Regions from separate parts of the Mus musculus genome. Here all the other regions are linked to region 2. The links are chromatin contacts, called in public promoter capture Hi-C maps. All regions are on one chromosome and are shown on one strand. The core of a region is the stretch at or near the end of the contact, and the rest is flanking DNA. Distances in the headings are between cores, read along the strand shown.

What was found. Promoter capture Hi-C pulls out the DNA fragments that hold promoters and counts their contacts.
Region 1: a promoter capture Hi-C map of hippocampal neurons shows a contact between it and region 2, with 2.8 times the contacts expected there. The contact joins the promoter of 4930451I11Rik here to the promoter of Zfp747 in region 2. A contact is called at or near these places in 4 of 39 promoter capture datasets (hippocampal neurons, liver, maxillary cranial neural crest and 1 more) and 1 of 9 other capture datasets (liver).
Region 3: a contact with region 2 is called in a promoter capture Hi-C map of stem cell-derived epiblast-like cells, with 2.9 times the contacts expected there. The contact joins the promoter of Prss53 here to the promoter of Zfp747 in region 2. A contact is called at or near these places in 6 of 39 promoter capture datasets (the C10 cell line, embryonic stem cells, hematopoietic stem and progenitor cells and 3 more) and 1 of 484 Hi-C or Micro-C datasets (B cells).

Annotation. Positions count from the first base shown.
Region 1 is chr7:126,830,124-126,832,823 of GRCm38.p6, reverse strand. 4930451I11Rik (RIKEN cDNA 4930451I11 gene) reads left to right here and starts at 1,328. Exons shown (of 4, transcript NM_183131.3): 1 at 1,328-1,413; 2 at 1,797-1,952; 3 at 2,027-2,114; 4 at 2,206-2,350. The coding sequence starts at 1,344. The coding sequence ends at 2,227. Tlcd3b (TLC domain containing 3B) reads right to left here. Exons shown (of 5, transcript NM_029978.1): 5 at 2,605-2,700.
Region 2 is chr7:127,374,759-127,377,458 of GRCm38.p6, reverse strand. Zfp747 (zinc finger protein 747) reads left to right here and starts at 1,409. Exons shown (of 3, transcript NM_175560.3): 1 at 1,409-1,816; 2 at 1,957-2,070. The coding sequence starts at 1,633.
Region 3 is chr7:127,889,715-127,892,414 of GRCm38.p6, reverse strand. Prss53 (protease, serine 53) reads left to right here and starts at 1,445. Exons shown (of 11, transcript NM_001081268.1): 1 at 1,445-1,556; 2 at 2,658-2,678. The coding sequence starts at 1,499.

The sequences.
Region 1 (2,700 bases), core at 79-2,578, 540 kb after region 2:
CATAGCTGTGGCACTCTTAGATTCTCAATAGCTGTGATTAACTGAAGAGGAGGAGGAGGAGGAGGAGGAGGAGGAGGAGGAGGAGGAGGAGGAGAAAGCTAATTCTGATGTAGAAGCACACTCCTTTAATCCCAGCATCATTTGGGAGACAGAGGCAGGTCTCTGTGATCTCCTGGCCCGAGAGAGGATCCTTTAATGAGGAGCCACCTTCAGGGCAAGTGGAGTAACAGAGTAGCCAAGAGGCTGTAAAACAAGCACGGATAGAATCAAGGAGACCCTGAAATGTCCTTGGCCCGGGTGGGCTGGAGTTCGTTTGTGATAGACAGGCCTAACTGCCAATCAGAGGCAAGCTGTCTCTTCCAACTCGAGGTGGGGCCTCCGGAGTGCAGGTCGCAATTAGGAAGTGACACGGGGAGGACTGAGGGAACTAGAGAAAAGAAACAGGGGTCGGGTGGTGGACGGTGAGGTTCACATGCCACCAATACCACCAAAAGGGAAACTGAGTCACGGTGAGGCGAGTAGACTAGGATCTTTGAATGGCCGAGAGATTAGCCTTGGAATGAGCCTGGGGAGTTCGTCTGTTGACAACACCCTCAGCCCTCTTCGCCTCCCCGCCTCCCGGTGACAGCCAGTCCCAAGAGAGGAGCCTGCCTGCCTGCCTGTAACCTGTAGAAGAGATGGTGGCACCGTCGGACCAACACTGCTGCCACCTGGTGGAAAAGTTGGCTATTTCTCTTGTGCCTCACCGTGCGCTTCCATCTCTACTGAGCGCTAAAACCAAGCCTGGAGATGGATGGGTGCAAACCCACGAACCTGGGGTTCAGAAAGGGAAGAGGACCCTCCCCCCATAGAAGAATGCACAGCCTTGGGAAGCGTTGTGTCAGCGTTCCTCGTCCCCCTGCACACTGGTTTGGGCCTCCCTCTTAGGGCTTCTGCCAATGCCACGAGCCAATCTGTGTAACTTGCTTGGCATTTTACTAAGCAATCAGTAAAGGAGTTTTATTTGATCCGAAGAACAACTGGAGATGTGTAGCCCTCCTCACCTCCCCAGTAGAGCGGTTATGCAAACACATGTCTCCTAGACCTAGCTAAGTTCTGGAACACCACAGAACTGACTGGTTCTGTAATAGAACTGAAGGCCTTGTGCACTCTGAGCAAAAGCTGTACCCCTGGCCTACACCCCAAGACCCCTCACCACTGTTGCTGTTATGGTCAGTGTCATCCTTGGGGCTCAATGGGGGCTCTTCTGCATCAGGAGCTAGAAGCACCTCATAGTCGGGCTAGCGGAATGGCTCTGGGCTGTGACATCATAGAATCCTACTCATTCATAGTCGTGGGGGGTTATGAAGCTGTGGCTGTGGGTAGCCGTAGGGGTGTGGATGTTGATGGCTGAGCTGGGGACCATAGAAACAGGTGGGGAACTGAGTTCAGGAATAGTAGGAATAAGGGAGGCTAGAGAAAGGGAGTAAACTTCATTGTGGGCAGGAGGGAGGAGGATGGCCCAGCCCCAGGCCTTAGTTTCCCCACCCCCCCCTTCCTTTCCCCTTCTTTCTTCCTTTTCTCTTTTTTCCTTCTTCCTCCCTTTTGTCTCATTTTACTTTGTCTTGAGACAAAGTGTTGCTCTATAGCCCAAACCTTCAGTCCAAACCTTTCCCCCCCATCTCAGACATGGTGGGCTTCTGATGGGAGCTCAGCCAGCCCTGGGACAAAACAATCAGAGCTCTGGGTTTGCCTGGCCTCATTGGTGGGCATGATGGCCCTTGGGCTCTTGTCACAGACTCTGCTTTGGTTTTTAGCCCCCAGAAGAGATGGAACCCGGCCCTCGGTTTCAGGAGCCAGACCCCAGCAAGTTGTAAACAGGCTTTTCTTTGATTATCCAGACTCAGACCGAGCTAGCCTTCTTGCTGTGGCCCGGTTTATTGGAGAGAAGCCTATAACGTTCGTTAAGACAGGTATGAATCAGCTTGATAGAGGGGTCTTCCTCCTGGCGGGGTCTGGAAGGACGCTGTTGTTCATTGTCTGGCAGATTCCAGTCCTGGGCTCTTCCAGAACATCCTGGTGGGGACATTAGTGGTGGCCTTCTTCTTCCTGCTTTTCCAGTTCTGCTTGCATGTGTGAGTTGTGTCTCTGTGTCCTCGCCCTACCCCTTCCAGAGGACCCAAGTCTCCTATGTGTCCCTCCTCATCTGATCTCCATACTCCTCAGGAACTTCCAGAAAGGGGCCTAATGAGATATCCAGCCAGAGCCAGCTGAGGTGAGCAGGTGAGCCAGAGACGGAGCCCTGGACCCAGCTGTGAGCCACACACATCTACCCTGCCTTCTGTTGAGAAATAAAGGTGGTGCCTCCTTCCTCCTAGACTGCAGTAGCCCTCTATGTAGCCACCCATCCCCCACCTCCTCCTTCTCCCTGACTTCGAAGTGGCCATTCACACACCCCATTCCTCCCAGGCTGCAGGCGCGCGCACACACACACACACACATACACACACACACACACACACACACACACACACACACACTTTCCCCCTTCCTCCTCAGTAGTTATGTAGTGACCCCTCCTTCTTCCTCCCCACTTCCCAGCCCCCAAAACTGGACCAAAGGGTCTTGCTGGCGTTCAGGAAGATCGTCTTTATTAGCGGTCTGTAAAAGCACCTCCCGGGGTCTGTGGCCCCCAGACTGGAGGAAGCCGCGATTGGCCTG
Region 2 (2,700 bases), core at 160-2,659:
CCCCAAAGTCAGCAGGAAGTAGTCAGACATCATGATAGTCAGACATCATGACAACCCTACTCCTGCTTCACCATCACCACTTTGAAAATTTCCCTTTTTTTAATTAAACCAAAATGGGGGAATGTTAACATTTCTTCTAGGCTCTGCCCTCGTTTCCTGCCAACAGCCATGACTCATTATAAAAGGGTCTGCTTGCTCCCTCCTTTTGCTCTCTTGCTCTCTAACCCTCTTCTGCTCTGTCCCTTCTCTCCCCATTCCCCTCCCCCCTCTATATGTGTTCTACTCCCTCTCTTTCTCTGTCTCTCTCTCTTTCTCTCTCAATCCCTCTATCCTTCCCCCTTCTCTCCCTCTCTCTCTGTCTCCCTGCCTCTGTCTCTATTAAGCAGTCAACTCTCCTCCCCATGCCTTAAATGAACTCTATTCTATACTGTACCATTGTGAGCTGGTCCCTCTGGAGGAATGGATGCCTGAGCATGAGCTCACAGAGGTACCCCATTCACCTACCCCACACTGTGCCTCCACCAACATATCCCTGGTTTCTTTGTCTTTTTTTATAAAGTACAAACAGCTCTGAATGATGACAAATAGGATAATATCCCTTTTGTAAGTAGGTATTTTTATATTAAAATAACAATGAGTCAGACTTAAATCCTTACTGTGAGTTGGACCTCATTCCTCCCGGGACTCTCACAAATGGCCCAGATATCTTAACTCCCTCCTATGAGTGAGGCAGAGAAATCCAGTTGGGCAGGTGTACATCTAACCTTTTAGAAGATTAGATGGTCTGGAATGTCCCAGGTGTCCTGGCTGATCAAAGATCAGCTCTGTGATCTCTGATCTGTATCAGGAGCAGTCAGTATTCCTCAACTAGTTTGAGATTTGTAGACCAAGCTGGTGGAACCACCCCAATTGGAGGCCTGCTTCATTTGATAGCTCATTAACAGGGCTGGAGAGATGGCTCAGCAGCTAAGAGCACAGACTGCTCATCCTAAAGGTTCTGAGTTCAAATCCCAGCAACCACTTGATGCCTCACAACCATCTCCTGGTGTGTCTGAAGACAGCTACAGTACTCGTTGAAATTAATTTAAAAAAAAAAAAAAAAAGCTTATTAACAGCCCTCCCTCCACAGGCTTGCTTCTAGCTCCAAGATGAACACTGACCACAAATAAAATACTAAACATCTATTCACAGGCCGCTTCCACCTAGCTGACTGTGAGAGGGGTGTGGTTCTCCTGAGACCATAAAACCCTCCCTGTTTGTGGTGCTCACAGGCAGGGTGTGTCATGTTGGCCTGCCAGCCTGGGACTTGTTCTCAGACTGGCACTTGTAGACTCTGTGGCCATTTTGGTTGAGGGCTTGATGTCATTGGTGCAGGAAGTCACGTGATACAACCCTGGGCAGGACCGCTAGGGAGCGTAGTTTTGAGACGCCGCGCCCAAGTCCACATTTTTACTCGGTCTTCCGGAAATCTCCGCTGTGCTCCTATCAGTTTTCACTTTTTCCCTACGTTAAGGTGCACACGGACCTGGTTCCTGTCCTTTTTCAGCCCTGGTACCCGAAAACGGACACGTTGGACTGGGCAGGCAATCCCAGGAGTGCGGGGCTGACCCAGGGACTGTGCGGGGAGTCTACATGGCGCAGGTGATGGCCCCGGGAAGGGCCTCGGTACCGCCTGTGTTCTGTAAACCTGGGACTGTGAGCTTCGCGGACGTGGCCGTGTACTTCTCCCCGGAGGAGTGGAGGTATCTGCGGCCGGCGCAGAGAGCCCTGTACCGAGAGGTGATGCGCGAGACCTACGGTCTCCTGACCTATCTCGGTGAGAACCTTCCTGGCCGCCGTGGTCGCGATGCCTGTGACACCGTGGGTCCTGCGTGGCAGCAGAGAGACCTGGGCACGGGCGGTCGGAACCAACTGGGTCGTCCTCCTGACTAGTGGGTTTGCTATCTTTCCCTACAGACGTCGGATGCGCCAAACCAGCGCTCATCAGCTGGGTGGAGGAAGAGTCCGAAGTGTGGGGACCCGGTGCCCAGGATCCAGAGGTGGCCATGTGCAGGACAGAAGTCCACTCAGGTGAAGGACTGGGTACTTGCCTGGGGAAACTTCTGTGTTGCCAGCCTGTGTGGTGTCTTCTAGTGACTGCACTTACTGCCTGGCAGTTTCTTCCCTGTTTTTGTTTCTTGGCCAAAGCCATGATGGCTGGCCCCTGGATTCATCTAGAAAGGGGCTGTGATTGTTCTGTCCAGTGCTCTCACCTCGTATATACAGGGCCACTAGGCTGTACGGGTTGTAGCCCCTCGTTCCCACTCCTCTGCTGCCATCACTGTGGCTGCCTTCTGGAGTCTCCTTTAGCTCTTGCTTTCCACCTCTGAGAAGTGCTTAGCTTACTGCACTTGGGAATTGGGACCACACAGACACCTTTCTTTTCTTTTCAATTCTTTTCCTTTATTTTTTATTTTTTATTTTTTTAGAGGGTTTCTCTGTGTAGCCCTGGCTGTCCTGGAACTCACTCTGTAGACCAGGCTGGCCTCGAACTCAGAAATCTGCCTGCCTCTGCCTCCCAAGTGCTGGGATTAAAGGTGTGCGCCACCAAGCCGAGGCCCAGACCCCTTTCTTTATGCTGCATTTGGACATCTGCACACTGCACATGCTCAGATGCTGTGACATCTCCACTCCTGTGTCCAGTCTGTCCCCTTGTGGGGC
Region 3 (2,700 bases), core at 196-2,695, 510 kb before region 2:
TCTCTAAGCTCTGCTCACTGTTGCCTCTGTATCAGGGTCAGGTAATGGTGGAACTAGCCTAAACTGGGAGTCGGAAGGTGAAAAAGGATGTGACCTCAGTGTTCTACCCTCCATCCACACATTTGCCAGAAAGAAGAGCAATGCCCTGCCAGCAAGGAGGCAGACCCAGAGAGAGGATAGGATGAGAGCCACCCCTTTAACACACAGTCCTGCATGTTACCTCTGAAGCAAACTGAGGGGAGTGTATGAAACCTGCCTGGCCTTGGCCTGCAGGAGGCAGGGAAGCTGAGGGGAGTCTGAGGAGTCTGCCACTGCTCCACAGATGATGTTCTCATGCAAGAAGTAGCTGGTCTACAAGTCACCCTTGGCTAAACACTAACAGATTGCTTGCCTTCTTTTTGAAATAGTGTCTTGCTTTAGTCTAGGCTGGCCTTGAACTTGTTAGGCAGCTCAACCTAAACTCAAAAATCTGCCTCAGCCTCGAGGTACTGGAATTACATGTATATACCACTGTATTTAGAAAATTATTTACTATGTGTGAACATCTGCCTGCTTATGTATCCGCACCACATATGTCTGGTGCCTGCCGAGGGTGGAAGAGTGTTGGATCTGGAACTGGAATTACAGGTGTTTGTCAAGCTTTTGTGTGGATTTGGAACTCAAACCTGGGTCCTCTGGAAAGAACAGGTAGTGAAGAGTCAGTAAGCAATCTCTCTGGGGCCCTAAGCATGTTTTTAAAAAGTGTGTCTATGTGCGTGTGGCCGTGCGCTGAATATCATGGTGTGTGTAGAGTTCAGCTTGCAAGGATTCTTTGACATGTTAATCTGAGGAATCAAACCCAGGTAGTTGGGCTTGGTGACAAATGTCTTTGCATGGTCCTGGTGACATGGCTCAACAGGTAAAGACACCTGGCCATGTGCTTTCAAACCCTGGGAACCACGTAGAGGGAGAAACTGCTCACAGGTTGCCCCCTCTCTGGAATAAATAATTGAAACAGTCTTCCTTCCGTCCATTTGAAGGGGCTTTACTATTAGCCTATGTGTATGAGTGTTTTGTCTGCATGTGTGTTTATGTACTATATATGACTGGTGCCTTGGGAGGGCCGAAGACAGTGTCAGATCCCCTGGAACTGGAGTTACAGATCATGGTGTGAACTGCCCTATGGGAGCTGGGAATTAAACCAGGTCGTGCAGTTAATTGTTGCTCCATCTCTCCAGAATCTCCCAGGCACCCTTAAGTAATTAAGTTCTCCAGGTAAGGCACAAACAATTTCATTGTTCAAAATCATTGGAGGAACTAGGATTTGAACTGGAGGAGTATGGCTGGTAAAGAGCCAGAGAGGGGTAAGGGCCACACAACCACTGGCCCCAAGCTAAGCGCTGTTGGCTCCCTTCCAGCCCAGGAAAAGTAACACCTGACTGGAGGCGGAGCAGGGGTGGAGCCAGGGAGACCCAGGTGGCCTTTCTGACAGCCGGAGCACTGAGTGGCCTGGAGCAGCATGAGGCAGAGCTGGAGACCAGAGCTGCTTATTGTGGGAGCTGTGGTCGTGATAGAGGGTAAGTCCTTCAAGTATGAGGGACAGGGAGTGGCATTGTGTGTGTGTGTGGTGGTGGGGAGGCTCCTAAGCCTTCATCTGCCCCAGTAGACTGCAATTTGGTATGTAAGAGATCCTGAGGGGGCTACAGTCTCCCTGTGAATGTCCTTGGTGTGTGTCTTTTGGGGAGGGAGGTGTTCTTGGGGGTGAGGTGCTGAGGGGAGGTAACACAGAGCCTATTGTCAAAATGGCTGTGATTTTCCTGGGCCACGTTACAGCACTTTGGAAGAAGCTGTTAATATATTTAATCTTTACAGTAGTTCTTTAACTTGTGCTACTGTTCGATCTTGGTGAAGAAACAGAAGTACAGAAAAGCTAAATAATGTCCTTGAGACTACAGTCTAATGCCAGGGTTAGAAAGGGTCTGAGATCACTGTCTGAACGTGGATGGTGGATGTTGGGGGGGGGGGGTGTCTGTGTGTGCGTCTTGGTCTTGCCCTCTCTCTTATCCTCTACTTCCAGAAGGACCTCAGGCATGTTCTGGCCTCACTCACTGGAGGCTGTCCACACCAGCTCTGCCTCCGATGTACAGTAGACCTATTTGAGTGAGGCTGTGATGGGTTACAGGCATGACAGGGACCCACTGGAAAAGTAGACAGTTTGATTCATTAGGATGGGGTGGAGTGAGACTCACTTGGGGCCTCCCCCACTTAGGACATGACACAGACCTCTAATCTACCTTCTTAGGCTTCCACAGCTGAAGGGACAATTAGGCTAATGTTCTTCACATACACAGGCCACCTCTCTGACTCAGCGGTAAAGGCAGGAGTTAGGGGTTCGGAAGCCTGGAGGAGGGTTGGCCTACTCCCAAGGTAAACCCGAGGCCTTGTTCCTTGGGCCCAGGAGTGCTGAGCACAGCTGAGAGAATTAATGGCTGTGTACTCTGAATGAGCTCCAATAAAAGCTGCTTTTCCGCCTCATATAAATGTCTTCATTCTGGGAGGGGCTGGTGAGGTAGCCAGTCACAGATATGGACCCAGGGCCTGTCCTTCAATCCATCCCTCCACCCAACCTGGGCCAGGCAGTTACGGCACCCCCACAGCCTGTGTTTCTTTCTTCCTAGGTCTTCAAGCAGCTCAGCGTGGTAAGTGATGAGGACCTGGGCC